7 separate regions of the Mus musculus genome follow, and all the other regions are linked to region 5. Evidence: chromatin contacts called from public promoter capture Hi-C data. All regions are on one chromosome and are shown on one strand. Each heading gives the region's core, a stretch centred on a gene start, on an enhancer-like site or on the middle of the called end of the contact. The rest is flanking DNA. Distances are from core to core; before and after follow the strand shown.

The links. Promoter capture Hi-C pulls out the DNA fragments that hold promoters and counts their contacts.
Region 1: a promoter capture Hi-C map of hippocampal neurons shows a contact between it and region 5, with 9 times the contacts expected there. The contact joins the enhancer-like site here to the promoter of Mat2b in region 5. A contact is called at or near these places in 5 of 39 promoter capture datasets (cranial neural crest, hippocampal neurons, liver and 2 more), 3 of 115 datasets of contacts at active chromatin or transcription factors (astrocytes, embryonic forebrain and embryonic midbrain) and 1 of 9 other capture datasets (adipose tissue).
Region 2: a contact with region 5 is called in a promoter capture Hi-C map of cranial neural crest. The contact joins the enhancer-like site here to the promoter of Mat2b in region 5. A contact is called at or near these places in 6 of 39 promoter capture datasets (cranial neural crest, hippocampal neurons, liver and 2 more) and 4 of 115 datasets of contacts at active chromatin or transcription factors (astrocytes, embryonic forebrain, embryonic stem cells and 1 more).
Region 3: a promoter capture Hi-C map of liver shows a contact between it and region 5, with 5 times the contacts expected there. The contact joins the enhancer-like site here to the promoter of Mat2b in region 5. A contact is called at or near these places in 4 of 39 promoter capture datasets (the C10 cell line, embryonic stem cells, hippocampal neurons and 1 more), 4 of 115 datasets of contacts at active chromatin or transcription factors (astrocytes, embryonic stem cells, large pre-B cells and 1 more) and 1 of 9 other capture datasets (embryonic stem cells).
Region 4: a contact with region 5 is called in a promoter capture Hi-C map of pre-B cells, with 21 times the contacts expected there. The contact joins the enhancer-like site here to the promoter of Mat2b in region 5. A contact is called at or near these places in 10 of 39 promoter capture datasets (the C10 cell line, cranial neural crest, embryonic stem cells and 6 more), 3 of 484 Hi-C or Micro-C datasets (B cells, Th1 cells and group 2 innate lymphoid cells), 4 of 115 datasets of contacts at active chromatin or transcription factors (large pre-B cells, memory CD8 T cells and stem cell-derived neural progenitor cells) and 1 of 9 other capture datasets (liver).
Region 6: a contact with region 5 is called in a promoter capture Hi-C map of pre-B cells, with 5 times the contacts expected there. The contact joins the promoter of Ccnjl here to the promoter of Mat2b in region 5. A contact is called at or near these places in 8 of 39 promoter capture datasets (cranial neural crest, embryonic stem cells, hippocampal neurons and 5 more), 1 of 484 Hi-C or Micro-C datasets (the HL-1 cell line), 5 of 115 datasets of contacts at active chromatin or transcription factors (astrocytes, cardiomyocytes, embryonic stem cells and 1 more) and 1 of 9 other capture datasets (embryonic stem cells).
Region 7: a contact with region 5 is called in a promoter capture Hi-C map of the HPC-7 cell line. The contact joins the enhancer-like site here to the promoter of Mat2b in region 5. A contact is called at or near these places in 11 of 39 promoter capture datasets (the 3T3-L1 cell line, 3T3-L1-derived adipocytes, the HPC-7 cell line and 8 more), 2 of 484 Hi-C or Micro-C datasets (the G1E-ER4 cell line and LSK cells), 13 of 115 datasets of contacts at active chromatin or transcription factors (the SCID.adh cell line, acute myeloid leukemia, differentiating embryonic stem cells and 8 more) and 2 of 9 other capture datasets (adipose tissue and embryonic stem cells).

The regions. Positions count from the first base shown.
Region 1 is chr11:43,492,981-43,495,710 of GRCm38.p6, reverse strand. No RefSeq gene overlaps it. Among named protein-coding and RNA genes, the nearest start is that of C1qtnf2, 20 kb to the right of the region's middle. Within about 2 kb of position 1,465, at least 52 of the 459 cell types and tissues checked have an H3K27ac peak or open chromatin away from gene starts, as enhancers often do. A contact at or near this core is called in hippocampal neurons, where this site is marked.
Region 2 is chr11:43,569,353-43,572,197 of GRCm38.p6, reverse strand. All of the region lies in intron 3 of Ccnjl (cyclin J-like), which reads right to left. Among named protein-coding and RNA genes, the nearest start is that of Fabp6, 31 kb to the left of the region's middle. Within about 2 kb of position 1,542, at least 72 of the 459 cell types and tissues checked have an H3K27ac peak or open chromatin away from gene starts, as enhancers often do.
Region 3 is chr11:43,637,159-43,640,135 of GRCm38.p6, reverse strand. No RefSeq gene overlaps it. Among named protein-coding and RNA genes, the nearest start is that of Fabp6, 37 kb to the right of the region's middle. Within about 2 kb of position 1,470, at least 4 of the 459 cell types and tissues checked have an H3K27ac peak or open chromatin away from gene starts, as enhancers often do. A contact at or near this core is called in liver, where this site is marked.
Region 4 is chr11:43,384,058-43,387,176 of GRCm38.p6, reverse strand. No RefSeq gene overlaps it. Among named protein-coding and RNA genes, the nearest start is that of Mir146, 11 kb to the right of the region's middle. Within about 2 kb of position 1,661, at least 295 of the 459 cell types and tissues checked have an H3K27ac peak or open chromatin away from gene starts, as enhancers often do. A contact at or near this core is called in B cells, Th1 cells, group 2 innate lymphoid cells and 5 more, where this site is marked.
Region 5 is chr11:40,691,222-40,693,947 of GRCm38.p6, reverse strand. Mat2b (methionine adenosyltransferase II, beta) reads left to right here and starts at 1,266. Exons shown (of 7, transcript NM_134017.2): 1 at 1,266-1,470. The coding sequence starts at 1,408.
Region 6 is chr11:43,527,401-43,530,277 of GRCm38.p6, reverse strand. Ccnjl (cyclin J-like) reads right to left here and starts at 1,529. Exons shown (of 6, transcript NM_001045530.2): 1 at 1,311-1,529; 2 at 819-923. The coding sequence starts at 881.
Region 7 is chr11:43,450,854-43,453,917 of GRCm38.p6, reverse strand. No RefSeq gene overlaps it. Among named protein-coding and RNA genes, the nearest start is that of Slu7, 19 kb to the right of the region's middle. Within about 2 kb of position 1,752, at least 17 of the 459 cell types and tissues checked have an H3K27ac peak or open chromatin away from gene starts, as enhancers often do. A contact at or near this core is called in the HPC-7 cell line, where this site is marked.

The DNA of each region.
Region 1 (2,730 bases), core at 216-2,715, 2.8 Mb before region 5:
ATCAGCTCTGATCTTGTCTTTAAATTAGCACTAATGTGAGGGGAAAAAATTAGGAAGTAGATGAAGAATGTCTTAAATGTGGGGTGGGGGAGGGTGTGGCATTTTCCCTGAGCTATCTGTGGCCTTTTCTGGAAAGTTCTTTTTAGGCTTCTGTTTCTACAGCAGGGAAAGGGTATAGCTCTTGAAGAGTGAGGGAGCTACACTAACGTAGGGTCTCCTGTCATCAGACCCATGTGCAAGGAGCTGGGTCTGTGACTCTCAGACTATGGAATCAGAGGGTCCCAAGGAGAGGCGAGCCACTGCTCTGAAAGCCTGGGTAGGTTGTGGTACCAAATGGCTTCAAAGGTCTGACCTGAGACCCCCTCGGAACCAACTCTATCCTACTCAGAAACTTGTCAAAGCCTAGACAGTTCTGGTTTATCAGGCTCCTCCCGCTGGGAAGCATGGGGTAGACAGACCTGCTCACAGGGGCCCCCTATCTGTGGTCTCTGCTTCCCCGTGTCTATGAAGTGAGGTTGGTGGTCTTGGAAGCTGCTGACAATAGTGTGAACTGTGGAGCAGTCCGCACACATCAAAGGCGGCCTGCTGCCAGTGTTCAGTAAACGTTGCCGCCATTTCTAGTGTAGCTCAGGAGATTTGACAGTGATTTGTTATAACAGAAGTCTTCACTGAGGGGTGGGAAGATGGCTCAGTGTGTAAAAGCATTGGCCAGAAAAGCAGGTTAGGGGCAGAAAAGGCCCTAAATACAGATTTTCCCCAAACTCACATACAAGCCTGGCATGCATGAACACAAGTCTGTCACTCTAGTTCTATTGGGGACAGAGACAGGAGGATTGCTGGGGATTGTCAGTCATCAGCAGAGATCCAAGTTCAGTGACAGATTCGGACTCAAGGGAATAAGATGAGAAATGGTAAATCAGGACACCCGCTATTTTTCTCTGGCCTCAGTGTGTGCATGCGTGTACACACACACACACACACACACACACACACACACACACACACACGTCTTCAGTAGAAGCAGAGGCCTGAGTGTGGAGATTTAGACGCTGGCTGATTCCCTCAGCAATGCTACTCATTGTGCGTGTGTTGTCGTCCTTTCCTGACTGCTTTGAAGAGAGAGAGAGATCAACATTTGATGCCTACATTGGTCCTGAGATCTTCTGGCCCAGCCGTTCATTTTGCTGAAGTCACAAACGTTATCACCCAAACCACACAGGGGACCCCAAGACACTCAGGACTGGACCCCGTTCTTGCTTAACAAGAGCTGGTACTCCTGCCCCATCTCAGGCTGGTCTCTGACACAAACAGGGAGCTCAAAACTCTGTCCCAAGTGCAGATGTCTGGAAAAGGTGAGACTGATTTTATTCCTTTTCTTTCTTTTTCTTTTTTCCCAGCACAAGATCACAGCCACCCTAGAACCCTGGCCTGAGACTCTCCCTTTTGTCTTGGGCTCTGAGGCTAGGAAACTGTCTGCTGCAGAGGCCTGCTGGTTTTTCCAGCCCCCTGTGGCTTATTGGAGGTTTGTGCGGTAGGTGTGCTCCCTCTAGTGGCACAAGTAAGAATTACATGCAGCCCGGAAGCCGTTTCTTCCTATTATGGTGGGGGTGAAGAGTGGGGTGGGGATAGGAGAGAGTGGGTTGGGGCTGGGGGGCTGGGGAGCTGGGGAGGCTGGGGGGGTGGTTGTCAAGCCTCCAATGTAACTTTGATGCATTCTGTACTTGTAGAACCGACTCGCCCCCACCCCCGCACTGTCTCTCCTTTACCTCACCCTAATTCCAGCCCTGTCAATCCCAACTTTGACTTTTGCTCTTTGTTTTTGTATTAATCTTGATTTACTAACATTCTCTATTAAAATATTATCTGTATATATTATTGAGTCTTTGGTCATCTTTTAAAATTTGTGTCTGAGATGGGTGTCAGACTTCTCCCCTGCCATAATTTTGATCATCAACCTGCAGAGGAAAAGCCCTTATGTAAACGGAGTACAACACGCACTTGCCAGGGGAGACCTAAGGTCTGTCTGTCAGTGTGGGCTGGAAGCTCTCTGCACTGTCATGATCAGAGGTGGGGTTCTCCAGGCTGCTTCAGAAGGGGGTAGCTGCCCTTCAAAGAATGCACTGAACTGGGGTCTGGTGGCACAGGCCTTAATCCCAGCAGGCGGACTTCTTTGAGTTCCAGGCCAGCCCAGTTGACAGAGCAAGTTCCAGGACAGCAGGACTGCACAGAGAAACCCTGTCTCGAAAACCGTGAGGCGGGAAGCTGCTTTTCAAAGAGTGTATTGAAGGAGAGAGAGCCTTTGGATTAAAGGCTCACCAAGTTCTAGGTCTTCTTCAGTACCTACATAAAGGGAAGACCGCAAACAGGCCCAGCTTCTCAAGGCATTCAAGAAGCCACAGACAGGACTAGGAACGAGGGTCTTACCATGTAGCCCTAGCTAGCCTGGCATTTGTTATGTAGATCAGGCTATCCTCCAACTCACAGAGATTCACCTGCCTCTGCCTCCTGAGTGCTGGGATTCTCATCATCATGCCTGGTTTAAAAAAAATTTTTTTTTTAGAGAAAGGAAAAGAAAAAACTGTTTACAAATGAAGGTGCCAGTCCATCTCAGAGGCTGACCCTTCTGCGGGGACCCCGGGCAGAACCCCTGCCCACCTGTTGATCTGTTTGGGCCACAGAGTACTGCCTGGTTTCTAGACACTTACCCACCCCATTGCATTTGTGGTGGAC
Region 2 (2,845 bases), core at 293-2,792, 2.9 Mb before region 5:
CAGCCAGCTTTATTGATGGCAGTGGACCCAGTGACCAGAGAGAGTTTCTGGAAGACACCCTCCCTTGAGGCTCAAGTTTCCTATGCCCACTTAGTTACCTTCGTGTGAATTTGAGCAGTTAAGCTGATGGCTCACAGGGCAGCGGAGAAGGCTCAAGGGACATCCCAGGGAATATACCAGACAAAGGAACCCCTGACACTCGGGGTGTGCCCGTCAGCGGTAGCAGCTGCTGCTGTATTATTTCCAGAATATGATATTTATTTTATTTTATTTTTTTGTACCAGGGAGTCCTGTCAGTTGGGCACAGATGAGCTGCTAGTGTGGTAGCTAATGTCAGAAGATATTTTCTTCTTAAAAGTAATAGAAATCGTTCCAACACAGGGCACCTTCAGCTTCATCCCACTGCGCAGGCTGTACTGGGTTGGGAGAGTGGAAGCTGCAGTCCCAGCCTCCTTCCTTATCTATGGCACCTTGAACTCGGCCAGTTGGTAATTACAATGCCCAGAGGATAGAACTGAGACAGAGAGCAGTGTTGGCTCTGAATCTTTCCCCAGATCTCATGTCTCCTCAGGGATGGGGTTGCTTCCATCCAGTGGTTAGCACACAAGACAGAGAGAGAATCTGTCCACCAAGCTGTCATTTATGGGAGGTGGATTCTTGGTTTTTTGCTGCGCCCCACTTGCTATGCAGTAGGCACTCTCCCTCTCTGCCCCCCAACCTGGCTACCCTGCATCCAAGAAGGATCAACCCTGGCTGCTCGCTTCACATCTGCTATGAAAACCACCAGAGAGCAGAGAGCAGCTTCTGGCCTAAGGATGGTACTCAGCAGATAGCTTTGTTTTGTTTTTGTTTGTTTGTTTGTTTTTCATAAATGAGCAAATGGTTTTAAAGTCTAGAACTTTCTATATCACAAGCATGAACCTCATATACATGGTCCCAAGGCAACCCACAGTTTTTGAGGATGACTGTGGGTGTAGGTTTCCCATAGGCCTGGGTGTGAGGCCAACTGCAGCCTCTTCCTGTCTAGTCACCACCCTGAGCTCCACAAACACTTTCCTCTTCCATTTCCCTTATGCTGATGAGCGATGGGATTCCAGGGCTTTTCTAGGGAAAACTGTGTGATCAACAGGAAGCTGCTCTTTCTATGAACAATAGAATTTAAATAAAAAGTGTGGCAGACTACCAAGATACATTCAGGTGAAGGTATCCTTCACCTGAAAACCACACAAAAACCACACACACACACACACACACACACACACACACACACACACACAGCCAACACCAGCCTTTTTGTTGTTAATGGTGGCAGTTAGGGAGGGTACTTCCTACTCTTTCCCCAAGGCAGGGAACAAGAAGTCTCTTTCCAGGAACTGGGACACAGATGGAGCAATATGGCTGAAAAGCTGATCAGACACTAGCCCAGAAACCACTTGAGGACATCATTCTGAAGACACTGTTCACCACATAGCATAGCACAGCAGTCAGGACACACTGAAGACATGCACACTACAAGACCTTAGAGCCTCAGCCAGGTCACTGCCATATACTCTGGGCTTAGTCTCAGCCTCTTGGGCCTATGCTTTCTGGCCCTGGCCTGTGACATGGGAATAATGAGATGAGTTGAGGTGGCATGCTGGGTTCGTGTACAGGGAATGGAGCTCTTTCTAGATCCTGCTTCATCCAGAATTTGCAGCATCCTCAGTTATAGGTACAAGGATGGATTTCTGGATATACCTTGATAAAGAGTCAGAGAGCCAGGGACAAAGAGAAAAAGGGCCCTCTACATCAGTGTTCTGTGCTCTGTGGGAAAGAAAGGCAGCTGTGACAGCCACAGAGCTTGGGGACCAGGCAGCCCCCAACCCCACTGTTCCTATGGGCCTGCTGCAGCTGGGTACAAGATCTCTGGTCTCTGGGAAGATGTTGAAACTAGGATCATCCTGGAGGGACAAACTTTCAGTACCACGGTCCTTGAGCTTTGGAGCTTTGAGCTCATCTGGCATGAAGGTGGACTTGAGACCCCTGCCTGGCTGGACTGCCTCCTCCCTTAATAACAAAGAGAAAGCTCCCTTCCTCTTCCTCATCTCTCTGAAGAGCAAAGGCACTCAGTCGATGGCTGTCTCCAGTGTGTGCTTACGGCAGGCAGGATAAATAATGCATGAATGGACCTACGGACGGACAGACGGACGGATGGGTGGAGGAATGAGAGCCAGCACACTTCCGATGGCCGGAATCAATTCCTGAGGCCCGTTTAGGGCGGAGCCGAGAGGCTGTGAGTATCTGTTTTCCTCAAGAGGAAATTGTGGAAATGCCTCCCAGGGTTGGTGGTGGCATCTGGCCAGTTGGGTCACACACAGGCTTCCCTTCTCACTGCGAGGACGTCGCTGCCTCAGGATGCAGAAATAGGAATGATGACTTCATAGGGTAGCCTGAGCCAATCCCTGGTTCCATTGTGTCCCACTTTATAAGTGACCTAAATAACTCTAGGGACTGAAATCCAGGATTATGCGATAGGAGACATTTGTCACATGCGTGGCTGGCACCAGGGCGAGGGTGGGGTAAGGGCTTTGTGTGGGAGAGCAGGGTCCTGGCATGAATCAAGCTCCTTTAGTGACTGCTGAGTATAACGCCCATTCCCACTCACACGGGCTGGGTCTGATGGGGCTTCTGGTACCGAACAACAGCAAACCAAGTTGCAGGGCCAAAGGTGTAGAAACCAGAGGCCCTGGATCTTTTGTTCCAACCTCTGCTGGGAGCAGAAACAAGGAACAAGAGAGGCAACACGGCCACTGCTATGAGTTACGGAGAGCCACTTCCTGACACAGGGACAGTCCTGAGGGCTGAC
Region 3 (2,977 bases), core at 221-2,720, 2.9 Mb before region 5:
TTAAGTGTCTGAATGTCTTTGCCTAAATGTACATATGTATACTATATGTGTGCAGATGCCTTTGGAGGCTAGAGAGGGCATGCCTTGGAAATGGAGTTATAGACAGTGTGTATATGCTGGGTGGGGCCTGAACGTGTATTCACGGTAAGAGCAGGAGGCACTCTTACCAACTAACCTGTTTCCTCAGCCCCGTAATAACCTCTCACATGGTTCTGCGAACTCCTGTGGGTACCTGGTTAAACTTGGGTTTTGTTTGGGATTTTGCTTTGTTTCTCCTGATAAGTCTGTCTCTTGTCAGTTTAATTTGCAGTTCCCAAACGCTAAGCATAAGAGAGTAGAGCATGGACTGGAGAGGTGGCTCAGTGGTTATGAAAGATCCACAGCGTGAGGACTCCCCCATGTTCTGACTCAGGAGAGGTGACACCCCAAATCACTCAACAGAAGGGGTCTTGATGCAAACTGCAAGAGGACTTTTATTCCAGTCACACTCTGGGGCCCACAGTCCTACACTACACAGGGGTAGAGGACCATGACGTCCTGAGTAGCTGGGAGAGGGGGTATTTAAAGGAAAAGAACCACAACCCAAGGGGATAGGGAGGGCATTATTGGAAAATACCGAGAATACCAGAGAAAAATCACAAGGGAGTACCAAAAATCACAAGGGGAAACTCGCTACTTCTCAAGATTGTTCTCAGGATTTTAATCTAACTTTTGTGGTCAGCCAGGTCCTGGAACAGGGTCACTGAACCGGCTTGTGTAATTACCTGTTCTGTGGTCAGCCAGTTCTCAGAACAGGCTGCTTCAGGGATCAACTATTTTTCTTTCTTAGCTCCAACGTGGTCTAGGGGGCCAAACTTAAATTTTCTACCTTACAGTTAAGAGCTCTTGTAGCTCTCTCAGAGACTCTGGCTTCAGTTCTCAGTACTCACATGACAGCCCACAACCACCTGTAACTCCAGTTCCAGAGAATCACAGACATGCATGTGATAAGCATACATCCAGACAAGATGCTCAGAAGCAAAAATAAAATAAAATAAAATAAAATAAAATAAAATAAAAATAGAGAGTAAAGACAATTTTTTCCTTTTAGCTATCTGAACAAAAAAATTTTCTTCTCACAGACTGAGACATTCCACACAAACTGTGGCTTTCTCTATGATTTACTAAATATTAATTTTTTTGTCCTTTTCCGTTTCAGAGATATGGTCTTACCAGGTCTCTAACTCCAAGAGAGATCTGCCCAGTGCTGACTCCTGAGTGCTGAGATTATAATCCATAGGCCACCATATCTAGATAGATTACACCTTTTGGGAGCTGGAGCGATGGCTCAGCAGGTAAATCACCTGTCACACAATTTTGAGGACTTTAGTTCAAATTCCCAAATTCATGTAAAGCCAGGAATAATAGCACACAGTGTTCCTACAGTGTAGGAGGCAGACAGGAGAATTCCTGGAAACTCAAAGTCCACTAGGCTGGTGTGCACGACAGCAAACAGCGACTACCTCAAACTACCTCATGAACACATGAGTGGTGTGACTTCTTTGTACTCCTTTTTTTCCTTAAATGTTAATGTTGAGACAGGATCTTGCTAAAAATCTGCAGGCTGACATTGAATTTGTGAGTCTCCTGCCTCAGCCTGCCAGGGTATCTGCAACTACCAACCTGTACCACAAGGCTCAGTTGAAGGTTAATAAATGGCCCAGCCAGAAGCAGAAGGCAGGAATGCTTGACCCTCGTAGTGCCTTTCCTTTATTCACCATCACCATTTCCTGTCCTCAGAGGCTGCTGAGGGCTCATGCGTGAGGAAGTAGGGAATATCCAGGAGGTGTATACCAATGGCTTGCTTAGTATCTTCTTTTATTTAGTTTAGTTTTTCAAAACAGGGTTTCTCTGTGTAGCCCTGGCTGTCCTAGAACTCACTCTGTAGACCAGGCTGGCCTCAGACTCACAAAGATCTACCTATCAATGTCTTTGTTGGGACTAAAGGCATGCTTCACGACCACCCAGCCACTTCCTTATTTTGATAGCATCAATTTTTTAAATTGTTATTATTATTGTTATTATTATATCATTATTATGGTGATGTGTTTTGTTTTTGTTTTTGTTTTTGTTTTGTTTTGTTTTGTTTGAAACAGGGTCTCCCGATGTCCCTTGTACAACTCTACTTTTTTCAGGTCTGTTTTCACAGCAATGACTAAATATGTCTAACACATCCCTCTTCTCCTCTTTCCTTCTCTAAATGGCTCCATCCCTTTTTCTTTGGCCTGCAGAACCAGTCACTGACTGTGTGGACTTCCCGGTTTCAAGGATGGCCTTGGGATGAAGGGAATGTGGATAGATAGGTCAAATGGCCGCCCTGAGTCCCATATGGTGCCTCAACAGAGATCCGGAGCCCAGCAGCCACACAGTTATATTTCTCTCGGAATTTCTAATAAAGGTAAGCTGCCCCTTTCCTTCCACTAGCTCTTGCACAACTGGAAGCTTCTACAGCTGGAACTACTACAAGAAAAAGCTTGGGCTGGAGAGATGGCTCAGCAATTAAGAGCTCTGACTGCTCTTCTAGAGGTCCTGAGTTCATTTCCCAGCAACCACATGGTGCCTCATAACCATCTGTTATGGGATCCGATGCCCTTTTCTGGAGTGTCTGAAAACAGCTACAATGTACTCATATACATAAAAAACAAATATTAAAGAAAAAGCTTGCGCTGGAAAGATAGCTCAGCCGTTGAGAATACTTGCTCTTTCAGAGTTCAATTTCCTAAACCCACATCAGGCAACCTATAACTGCTTGTAACTCCAGCTCCGGGAGATCTGACACCTACTTCTGGCCTCTGAGGGCACCCACACATGTGCAAATACTATCCCCATAAGATATACTAAAACGAATAAAATAAGCCAGGTCATGGTGGCACACACCATTAATCCCAGCACTTGAGAAGCAGAGGCAGGAGGATCTCTGTGAATCTGAGGACAGCCT
Region 4 (3,119 bases), core at 412-2,911, 2.7 Mb before region 5:
TTCATATATGAAAGCCTGTTTCTTGCTTTTAGTCTCTGCTTCCGGTGGCAAAAGGAAGGCGATGGGAAACCCGTGCAGCTAGCAGCAAAGAGTTACACATCTGGCTCTGAGCGTCCTCCTGACTGCTTCTGAAAGCCACAGTGAAGGAACCTAGGTGTTGAGAAGGAGACACTGGGTTGCAGGAGTTAGCAATGTCAAGCCGGGTAGTGGAACCATCAGCAGACACTGGCCAGGCTAGAGCTCCCACCGATGATTCCATTTAAATCCGTGTCTGTCCACTCCCCAGCCCCCGCTCCCAATGGCTCCAAATGGTTTCAGCATTTTTAAAATAAGGTTGTCACTGACATGCCGTAGCTTTTGGCCTTTTATAGACAGCTTCACAAGTAGGTCTCTTCTACCTTAACTTTCTGGTTACCAGGATGCTTCATCTCTTCCATACACCCAGGATTTCAGGGAATGCTAAATTTGGCTTAGAGTCTACTCCGATACCTGGAGCTATGCCTCTACTACACCAAGGAAGCCCCTTTCCAGGGTGTAGAACTCCATGAGTGGGGGTATGAGGTAACATATGGGGACATTAGAGACCTGGAGACAACACACATCCTTTCTAACCCCAGCTCTGCTAATTTCGGGGTGACCATGGGCAAGCATCTTTTAGATCCCCCATTTCCTTACTTATAGCCCAGGGATTAAGAATAGTAACTACATGTGTGTGTGTGTGTGTTGTTGTGGTGGTGAGGATTAAATAGGGCGTTGTGTCTGACTTTCAATGATGCTCAACAAATATTTCCTTTCCAAAAAGCTAGGTGTAAGAGAAGTTTAAACAAAGTGTTACTACCCCAGCAAGATGAGCAATGGTTACCATCTGGAGAGTTCAGGGCAGCAACCATCTTGACCTGTCTCTTTTCTGCCTGTGGGTAATTTCCCAGGGTGGCTATTTTTATTTATCTTGACTGGGAATTTGAACTTTGTCATTGCACATTCCAAAGACCCTGTAAGGGTTTTCTGACTTGGGGATACAAGCAGCGAAGGGTACCCACGGAAGGATTCTGTGACCTCAGGCAAGACCCCTAACCACACCAAAGATTAAAACCCTGGAGTCGGGAAAGATCTTGTTTGTGAAGCACTTGTTAGAGTGCCTGCCTGCCGTCTGGTGGGACCTCATTAAAATGTAGAGGTTGCTGCTGCCATCAACAGAGACAGGGACTGCCCTTCTGCAGATGGATGCTTGGGAACGAATGGATTTCTGAGCGTCCTTCCTGCCTGCCAGGTCCACATTCACTTTAAGCTGTCAGTTCGTAGTTGAAAGCACCTCTTTGTTCCCCTGCGGAGCCAATCCAGGACCGTGTGTCTGAAGCTAGGCACAAATCTTTCCCCTCAATCCCCTCCCTGCCTCCTGCCCCTCTCCAGAGGCCAATTCTTTCTCTTTTAAAATACCCGGACACAGGCTACTCTATCTATCTATCTATCTATCTATCTATCTATCTATCTATCTATCTATCTATCTATCCATCCGAATGTTAAATTGAGGTTTTTGGTCGAAACTCTGCCTACGCCTACTTGAAAAGCCAACAGGCTCGTTGGGCAGCCGACAAAGCTCTCGGGATTTCCCCACAGGCTAGGGAGAGTACAGACAGGAAGCCAGGGACCCAGCGCCTGACCAGCACTTCCTCAGGGGAGGCTGGAGCTTACTCCGTCTTGCAACGAACTCTCTAGAACGTGCAGGCTATTCTAGCTGTAGTCAGCAGCCCGCCTGGTTAAGAGAGGGTCCCTGCGGGCATCTGCATGGGTCTAGACTCTGCTGGCTTTAAGGTGGGAGCTGCTGGCTTCTGCCCTAAGATGCTGACACAGCCTGGCTGGGCTGGAACCTTCTATTCCGGCTCAGCCGCTTCCTCCCTAGCTGCCACGAGGAGGGAATTGAGAAGGGACTTTCCAGAGAGAGTTAGCTCGCTGGGTGCGGAATGGAATAAAAGCATATGCAAATTGGCCTGTGAGTTCCTTCCTCTGCCCCAGTGAGCCAAGAGAAAGATGCTCTTCTGGAAGGCTCTTGGCATCTCTCTTCTCTCCCTGGATGGCGGCAGCGGGGGTCCATTGGAGTGGTAAAACCAGCCAGGCAGCCACAGCAAGGGGGTGGGTGCTGCGGAAGCAGCAAAATGAGGAGGGGTGGGGAGAAGAAGGAAAGCCACATTGGAAAAGATAGGTAAACTGGGATTTGAGCACACGGAGAATTGGGGTTAGAAAAATAGTCCTTGCCAGCTGATTTACTATGCACCTATCTGTTGTCTGAGAGTCAGCCAGCTTTTGTACAGTGGATTATTGCAGAGCGAATGGCGCATTAAAGATATAATCAAGATGTTCAATGCTTAGTGAGTGACACTAGAGTTAAAGTAGGTGAGACTTTTGTCATGGGCTGTAAATATAAAAATGTCAGTGGCTTAGAAATATTTCCAGTAATATAGTTAAAGCATGGGTCTATTTCTGAAAGGAAGATAATTTTAGCCTTTTGTAACTTTCGGGTGGGATGGCAATATGGGTGATACAGTAAGGTGCTTCCTTAAATCCTGGTATTGTGGCTCCTATCTGGCAAGTCATCAATTTTCTTTTAGTGACAGTAATAAAAAATATTACATTGTCCAATATGGAGTGTAGGGGGTGCATGGGAATTATGACATACAACTTTGTTTATTGTATGGCTGTTCTTGGTTTCCTTCAGTCTTGTCTGTAGAAGGAATTTTTTATCTTTCAAAAGCATTGTTTTCTGTTAAACTTGACTTGTATTTTAATTGACATTAATGTAAATTTTCTCTCATGAAACCCATGGGCCTCAGAATTATTTATTACAGTGCTTTCTTCACATTTGAGGTATTTCCAGTCAATATTGTTTTATTCATCTGTTCCTATTCAACTTTGCTTTTTGTCTCAGCCTTTTCTGGTTGCTGATATTTTGTTCTCTAGTTCCTGGTATTGTATTGCACTTTTGAGCAGAATCAACGTTATTGTTATTATTAATTATTATTAATAATATTATTAATCTCACTCCTGTCCTTATTCACTGCTTGCGTTGGATAAGCACCTAGAATCCTGTGTGGAAACTCAGAGGGAGTAACGGAGGTTGAATC
Region 5 (2,726 bases), core at 17-2,516:
GGGTGGGAGAAAAACTATCACCTGACTGAGGAAAACTTTTCCCAAGGGGCAGCTTAATCCTTAGTCTAAAAATAAACCAAAAGGATTCTGAAAATGAGGCCTTTGGGGGTAATTCAGGCAGTGGTCACGTTTTGGGGCGAGTTTTGAAATCCCTTATCGTGGGTGTCTGGATGGGAATAGATTGTTGGGTAGAGAGTGGGCGGAGAAAAAGTGTGCCCGGGCTTTTTTTCAGGGTAAATTTCACTGGCTTGCCTGTTGCTGTGCTTCGGAGCTTGTAACCTGCAGGTTACAGTTGAGAGCTGAGTCAGACCCTGCGAGCTGTTGTTTCTGATTAACTTTTGAACAACCACACAGGGCTGGAAGGAGCGCCTGGCATTCCGCCCTTCCTTGGCTCCCTCATTTTAAGTCTTAGCAGCTCCTCCTTGGCTTGGCTCCAGCAGCCCCGGGCGTCGTCGTCCCCTAAGTGAAGCCTCCAAAGGGCAGCCAGGACGCCTGTTAAATCTACTTAAAAGTTGACTGGGCTTGTTAGCACAGTTGAGTTTCTCCTGTGGTTCTGCGGGGGGGGAAATACGAAGAACCTGCCTTTTAGAAAGTAACATTCTCTCCCACACCTTTTTATTTTTAATTAGCTAAAAATAAACAGTTTTCAAACTTCACAGCATTTTTTTTTTAGCATTCCAGAAAAACATAGCTTTCAGGGATGTTAATGACTCTGAGCACAGTCCTATTTTTATTCTTTCTTCTTGCCTTAAAGGACGAACCGCACCTTGCCTAGGTTGGTTGTTCACTCCTGTAACCCTTTGATGCCTTTGGACAAGGAAACTAGAGAGGATCAGAAATTGCAGGTCTTTCTCTGAGCCCAAGGCCAGCCTGAGGTTCGGACTGCCTAAAACCAACTCAGTCCAGCCTTAGCTCTGTGTTCACGGGACAACCCTTACCTTCTTGCCTCCTAACTTTACAGATGTTTTAGTCTATTTTCTATAATACATGCTTGGTTGACTCCTAGGCATTTCGCAGTCTGCAAACCTAGGCGAATCGATTCCTTACCCTTCACTAAGAAGGAATAAGTAGGAGAGATTTTAAAAAAACAAACAAAAAAGCCAACACTCTTAAACCCAAGGAAGCCTGCATCCATCGCTTGGCACCAGTGCCTGCGTTCTAACGCTCTATCTCCTTAAGAACTGGCACATGGGCTGACAGCGTCCCTTGAGGTTCCGCCCCTTTTTGAACGCGTGGCGAGAGGCGGCCAATCAACAGGCGCGGCCAGGGCGGCGGAAGCCGGAAGCGGCAGCCGGGGTCGGCCTGGGCCTAGGGGAGGAGGGCCAAGGGCGCGGGCGCTGCGGCCCCTGGCAGTGCTGCGCTAGTGGAGCTTGCGGTCGCGACTGAAGCGGCGCAAAGACTGCGGGCATGGTGGGCCGGGAGAAGGAGCTCTCCATCCACTTCGTCCCCGGCTGCTGCCAGCTGGTGGAGGTGAGCTTCGGGGCATGGAGCCGGGGTGGCGCCTTTGAGTTTGTTTACCTCTCTCCCTGTAGGGCTGCGCTCACGCCCGCTGCAGCCCGGGGAGCGCGGAGGTGGAGACTCCCGGTGCCTCCCGCCGCCTCCCGCGGGCTGGCTCCCGTTTCAGTAGTCATCATCTTTGTTTTGTGTTCCTGGATCTTTAAGGACAGGGGGAGAGTGACTTTCCATAAATGGCGGTGTCGGCGGGGTCAACTTGGTGAATTCATAGTTTGCACGGGGCGGGTTCCTTGAGGCACTTTTAAGGCTGTCAGGATTTCCGACTGTGCGGTGCTGTGAACGCTCAGGCTCCCTGGTAGGCAGACGGGCACCGCCTCGAGTTTATTCAGGAAGGTTTGAGCAGGAATTCCAGTGTTGGGCTTTTAGCTTCTACGTTTTCTGAACCGCTGTATTTTGCGTGGTGGAAGACTGCTGAAAGAAATTGCATGTCTGGTAAACTTCCCCCAGCATGTTTCCAAGTCTGGTCCACGGTCCCGTGTTTCAAGCCCGTTAAGTACTTACTGACCTACAGAATGTATCCAGCACAGTCGATGAACTAATGTGTCTTGCTGATATAAAAACGCCTAGGATGTGGCCAGTTTTTTTTTTTTTTTTAATGCAAACTTTTAATTTGGGGGAGGGTCCTGTGCTTGCTAGAGTTACTAGAGATAAGGGAGTCCCTATTGAGATGAGGGATTCTTGTTAAGAGTATACCGCCATAAGATTAGGCTATTATTAGGTGAACCTGTAGCGCCTTTTCTTAATTGGCGATTGACTTGGGAGGACGGAGCCCCTGGGCTGTTATAGTCCTGAGTTGTTTAGGAAAGCTGGCTGAGGAATTAAGCAGTTTTCACAAGGCCTGTGTGAGCTCCTGCCTCCAGGGTCTTGTCCTAACTTCCTTCAGGGGCGAACAGTGATGTGGAAATGGTAAGCTAAGTACCTCCTGCCAAACAATGCTTTGATGTTTTCACACAGCAATAGAAACCCAAACTAGAACTCAGTATGTGTTGTCCAGGCTGGCCTTGGACTCAGATGCTTCTGCCTCGAGGAGTGCTGGGATTGAAGATCTGAGCCACCACAACCAGTTGATAATGGGAAATTTTTACATTTGCGTGATGCACATTCAATATTATCTCCAAATGGCTGGGCCTTAGCCAAAGTTCGAATGTATTTGCAGTTCCAGACTGGTGACGGCATGTGACCAAAGGTGTGTGCGTATGAGCATGTATTCG
Region 6 (2,877 bases), core at 280-2,779, 2.8 Mb before region 5:
GGGATCAAGTTTCAGCCAGCCCACCTTCTACCACAGGAGGCCAACTGGCAGGGGAGTTTGTGTTTTCTCCCTTAGCTTTCTAGTCTGCAACCTCTTTCGGTTAAGGCTAGTGTGTCTTTTCTTTCTCTCGTTTTGAGACAAAGTGTCCCACTGTGTAGCCCTGTGCTTCCTGGAGCTCCTCCTGACGCTTCAGTTGACCTTGAACTTGTGGAGATCCTTCTGCTGTCTCCACAGTGCTAGGACTGCCCCCAGGCCAGACTTTTAAATTTCATTCAGTTCCTGCCTTAACAATGAATTCCCACCATCTACCTAATATTTCTTTACACCGAACTGTAACTTTACTACGTTTGCATAGATTTATTTAGGCATCTGCTTTACCACTGAGCTATGCACTAGTCTAGTAATTATATTTTAAAAGAAATTGCTACAACATCATTACAATGATAGGGAAAATCAGCATTATGTATAGTAGGTGGTATTATGTGTCTTTGAATTACACACTGTAATGGATACACAGTATTTTTTTTTTAATCCATTCTTGTACCATGTAAAGTAACCTCGGGAGGAAATCCAATGGGATACGAACTATTCTTCATTTAGGTGGCTGGTGAAAAACCGACTTCAAGTTCTTGGATCTCCAGGTCCTTTGCCTGGAAGAAGACCACACTCCCCATGAAGGTAAAAGAGCAGGCGCACAAATAAAAGGGCACCAAGAGTGCTGAGTTCCCATGCGGGGCATCCTGAAGACACCCACAGGAGACCGAAAGTGACTTTAAATACCCAGTCCTTGCGAGTGACAAGGGCGGGGAGGAACTGACCTTCTCGCGCAGAGTGCAGTGTACGTCCGAGGCGACGCGCCCTTCCCACCACGGCTCATCCATCACCGCCGCAGTTATGAAGCTACCGGGATCTCGGGGCGCACCCTGCGAGGACACCAGGAGCTTCAGCGATCGGAGACTCTTCCTTCACCCTGCCCTCAGTGACCCTGATCCTCCTCGGTCCCTGTCCCAGTCCGGGACGGGCGCCCCCTCCTGCCCTGCACCGTGGAGCTGGCTGTCGCCCGCTGTCCTGAAGAGCCAGCAGTGTCCCCGCTCCCCTCCCTCCGCCCGCCCAACCTGGGGCTATCTGGAACTGTGTGCAACAACTTGCAGAATATCCAATGTGCCCCTCTGCAAAAGTTGCAAAGTTGCGGGCTGTAGTAGCTCTCCCAGGGCTGGCTGGGTCACTGGCTCAGAGTCCCCAACTCCTCCCCCGCCGCCTAGCCTTTGTCCTGCTCGCACATCCTGCCCTCGAGCCGGGGCCAGACTCACGCATCGCTGTCCCGGCGTGGGGGGCCGCGGGTGGTGGGTCCCTTCCCGCACCGGGTACGTAGTGCCCTCCGATGGCCGCCCGGTCCCTGGCCTCGCGTGCTCGCGACCGCTGCCTCTGCAGCCCGTCCCGCCCGGCCACCGGCGCGCCCCTGCGTGCGCTCGGTCCCGCCGCGGCTCGCAGTTCGGGCCGCCGGGGGCCTCCCTCCCTCGCTCGGGGAATTGGGGGCCGGGCCTCGCGCATGCGCCGCCAGCACCCCGCGCCCCGCGGGGCGGGGGGCTGGGAATGGCAGTCTTTCTTTCCCCGGCGCTGAGCTGCGCTTCCTGCCCACCCTCCTCCCTCGCCCGGGCAGAAAGCTAGGCTTCACCTTCCCTGGGACTCTGGGGGCGATCCCCAGTGACCCTGCCCCCTTGATCCTGGAGCGCGGGGGACGCGGCGCCACCTGCGTGTGCCGCGCGTGGATCCAGCGGCCAGGACGCCCCCAGAAAGTTCTGACTTCCGCATGCGCTGCTCCTGCCAACCTGCAGACGCTTCCACCTGTCTTTCTTTCTTTTTCAGCCTGCCCTGCGATGGGGAGGTAGATTTTCAAACAATTCCCACAGGAGCCCCAGAGAAGACACCCTTGGATACGCACGAGTTCCTCTTTATAAAGAGGGCTCAGTGAGTATCTTATTGTACTCTTAAGCGTGCATCCATGCTGAGCATTGCAGGGAAACAGTCCTTGTGGCAGGTTGCGGGATAGAAAGCCCTTTTAATTTACTTGTTTTCAGAAAGGCATTTTCTGGAGCCTGCAGTATAATGGCATAACATCCTGCTGTGCTGATTTTTGTGAGCCCTTTGGTGATCCCACTAACTTAAAATCAAGTCCACCAACTACCTGGGTGTTTTTGTTCACCCAGTGTCTTAACCACTTAGAGCTTGGCTTTAGGTAATAGAGGGATACAAACTACAATAATCTGCTGGGGATACATTATGATTAAATGAGAAAGGACACGAAAGAGGATTACCACTAGGCCCGTTAGAAAGTCACCAGTCAATAAATAATTACACGAAAAAGACTTTAGTTTCTGCCTAGTTTTCTACAAGATAGATATTTGTTGTGGTTTGAGACATGGTTTTTCTGTGTAGCCCCAGCTGTCCTGGGACTTGCTCTGTAGACCAGGCTGGCCTTGAACTTGGCGATCTGAGGGAGGTCTTGTAGGACTACAGAGTCCTGTGAGCTGGGACTAAAGGTGTGTGCCACCATCATCAAGCCGCAAGTAAAATTTTACGGGTTAAAAATACAATTTAGTTTTGAAAGGCTACTATAGTACTGCATACCTGCGACATTAGCACTCAGAAGGCTGTCTGTAGCTTAAGGGTTAGGAGTTCAAGGGCAGCCTGAGTTACACAGAAGTTTGAACCCTGTCTAGGCTGAGGGTTTTTTGTTTTGTTTTGTTTTGTTTTTCTATGTTTTTTTTTTTAGCTTTGATGAACTTGTACTGAAAAGAAGTTTTAGCATTTATGAGCCCTCATAAAAATTTAAAAAATACCTGAGATTAAACAAATGTGATATATATGCAATCATGT
Region 7 (3,064 bases), core at 503-3,002, 2.8 Mb before region 5:
GATTCTAGGAACCCAAGTAGAGGTGGAATTGACTCCATAGAGTTGTCCTCTGACCTCCACACATGTGCCATGTCACATGTGCTCGGACAAACTCACATATGACACATACACACAGTAAGAGTAAACAAAGTCATGGGAGATCGAGTTCTGAAAACAGAACAGACAGGGCTTTGGTTAGGATGTAATTAATGGATTTGTGACCATTCCAATCAAACTGATGTTCTATCAAAAAATCCTCAGATACCATGAACCAGATCCCTACTTCTGAGTAGAGCTAGGAAAATGTCTTTATACAGCTAGTGCATTTTTAAAAAAGTCATAATTAAGCAAATAAAATATGACTTTTTTGGGGGAAAACAAAAAGGTTCTATAGAGAAAACCTTTCCAAGTGTTTGATTGTAGAGTGGAGAAAACTGAGGCCCAGAAGAAGTAAGAGCTGCCCCAAACCATGTAACAAAACTGGAATGGAACCTTCCCCATTACTCAGTCCTAATATTGGAAGGCAGAGGAAGTGGGCTCTGGATGGTTTGTGATGGGAAGTTGCCTCCAACACAGGGAACGTGCGGCCTCAAGGAGTGGAGCGGGAGCAGTGAGTATGGCTGCGTTTAGCAGCTGGAACAACGGAACGGGGATCTTTCCCCTTTGACTGTTGGCTGCAGTTCCTGGAAGATTTAGACACATCCTGGGCATCTAGCACGGACGGCATCTTCCGCCCTTATTCCAGGGAAAGTACCGGGGCTGAATCTGGTTAGCCAAGAACAGACCAGAAGGACTGGCAGGCCGGGAAGGAAAGTGTCTCATGCAAAATAAAGACACTATGATGAAAGTCAGCAAATGAACCAACGAATGTTGGGCAGGTCAAAAGAGACAATCAATTGGCCAGTCATCGTCGTCATCATCGTCATCGTCGTCATCATCACCATTATTTTGGTTTTGTGAGACAGAGTTTCTCTGGAGTTACAGGTGGTTGTGAGCCTACTCCTGTGAATGCTGAGAACTGAACTTGGATCTTCTGTATGACTGTATATGCTCGGCTCAGGGAGTAGCACTATTAGAAGATGTGGCCCTGTTGGAGTAGGTGTGTCACTGTGGGTGTGGGCTTTAAGATCCTTATCCTAGCTGCCTGGAAGTCAGTATTCTGCTAGCAGCCTTCAGCTAAAGATGTAGAACTCTCAGCTACCCTGCCTATCTGGGCCCTACCATGTTCCCACCTTGATGATAATGGATTGAACCTCTGAGCCTATAAGCTAGACCAATTAAATGTTGTCCTTATAAGAGTTGCCTTGGTCGTGGTGTCTGCTCACGGCAGTAAAACCCTAAGACACTCTGTAAGAGCAATACATACACTTAAATGCTGAGCCCTGTCTTCAGCCCCTAATACCTTTTCTATAAATGTTTAATGTTAACATATCTCAGAAGTTTGTGTCCACCCAAACCTGCAGATAGTGAGTGACACCTACTGGTTACAATCTATCATTATCTGTCTGAACTAATTTAAGAAAGAAGTCAGAAAAGACCACATATGGTTGATCTGTGCCAAGATGGATATTATTATGGAAAGTTTGTACATGTGTTTTTTGTTTGTTTGTGTGAGTGTCACATATGCAGGCCATCTTATTTATACTTTATACTCTAGTCACTTGAAACCTTTGAACTGTCTTAGACAAGTACATCTAAGGAAATGTGTGATGTGGAGATATCGGGTGAAGGAATAGGGGCAGGAGAAGCAGCCGGGGTTGGTGCACTCTGGGTACTGGGCTCTCCTCTCATCTTACCACAGGAGTGTCTTCAGAGTCTGTGTGGTGAGGTGCAGGAAACCCTCAGCAGGCTTTACTGACTTTGAGCACTGACATAATTCTAAAAATGGGCTGTACTTAGGTATTTCTCAGGATTGTCGCATCTGCAGCATGGGAGAGACAGGAGTAGACACTGAGGTTAACTCCAGAGAGTAAATCTAGAAGGCAAGTGTTATGCAGGACACTCTGCCCTTCTACTGCATTCCTTCATAATCCACAGTGGTGTTGGGAACTCATCAGCTTCCTGGTAACAACCCTCACAGAGAAGGGAGGGGCCACTGTCAGTTTGTCCTTAAGGATGGGTGTTGTGGAAATTATTTAATCCCAATCCAGGGTTTCTACCCTGCCTTTGACCATTTAGTTCCCAGATAGCACACACACACACACACACACACACACACACACACACACACACACACACACATTACTTATATTTGCAAGAAGCTTAAAACGGCACAAGAGCTGGGCAGATGCCTACTCTCTATGCTATTGGACTCTACTTTCCTATCAATAACCTGAGTTACTACTTACTGTTTCATCTGGGCTGCTCTTAACTCCAAAAGGCCAGAACTCAGGGCCACCTTTTAATGACTCACTCAACCCATGGCAGGCTTCTCCTCCTTCCTTCCTCTTTTCTCCCCGACTTCTCCTCTCTCTTCATGGTCCTCTTCTGACCCCCAGCCAGGGAATCCTAAGCCTGCCTACCTCTCTTCTGCCCAGCTATTGGCTGTCGGCATCTTTATTTACCAGTCAGAAAATAACACGGGGGCAAAGTCACATAGTGAGTACATGAGGACTCCTCTTCTGACCCTCAGCCAGGGAATCCTAAACCCTGAGCAGCTATTGGCTGTCGGCATCTTAATTTACCAGTCAGAAATAATTTGGGGGCAACTTCACAGGGTGTCTACATGAGGACTCTTGTTTCTTGGGCAACCAGACTTAAGGAACCAACATTAGCATTCATATAGAAGCACCATCAGGCCAACCCACTACAGGTGGGAGGACCTCTCTCTTCTTGGCTCAGTTCCTAACCTATCAGACCATATTTAATGTTCGGGTGTTTATTTAATTTTTTTAAAGTAATTTGGTTAGATCTTTCTTTCTTTCTTTCTTTCTTTCTTTCTTTCTTTCTTTCTTTCTTTCTTTCTTTCTTTCTTTCTTCCTTCCTTCCTTCCTTCCTTCCTTCCTTCCTTCCTTCCTTTCATGGATAACCACGAAGGTCGGCAGAACAGGAACTCCTCTGTGCTCTCTCTCCCTTTTACATTGTT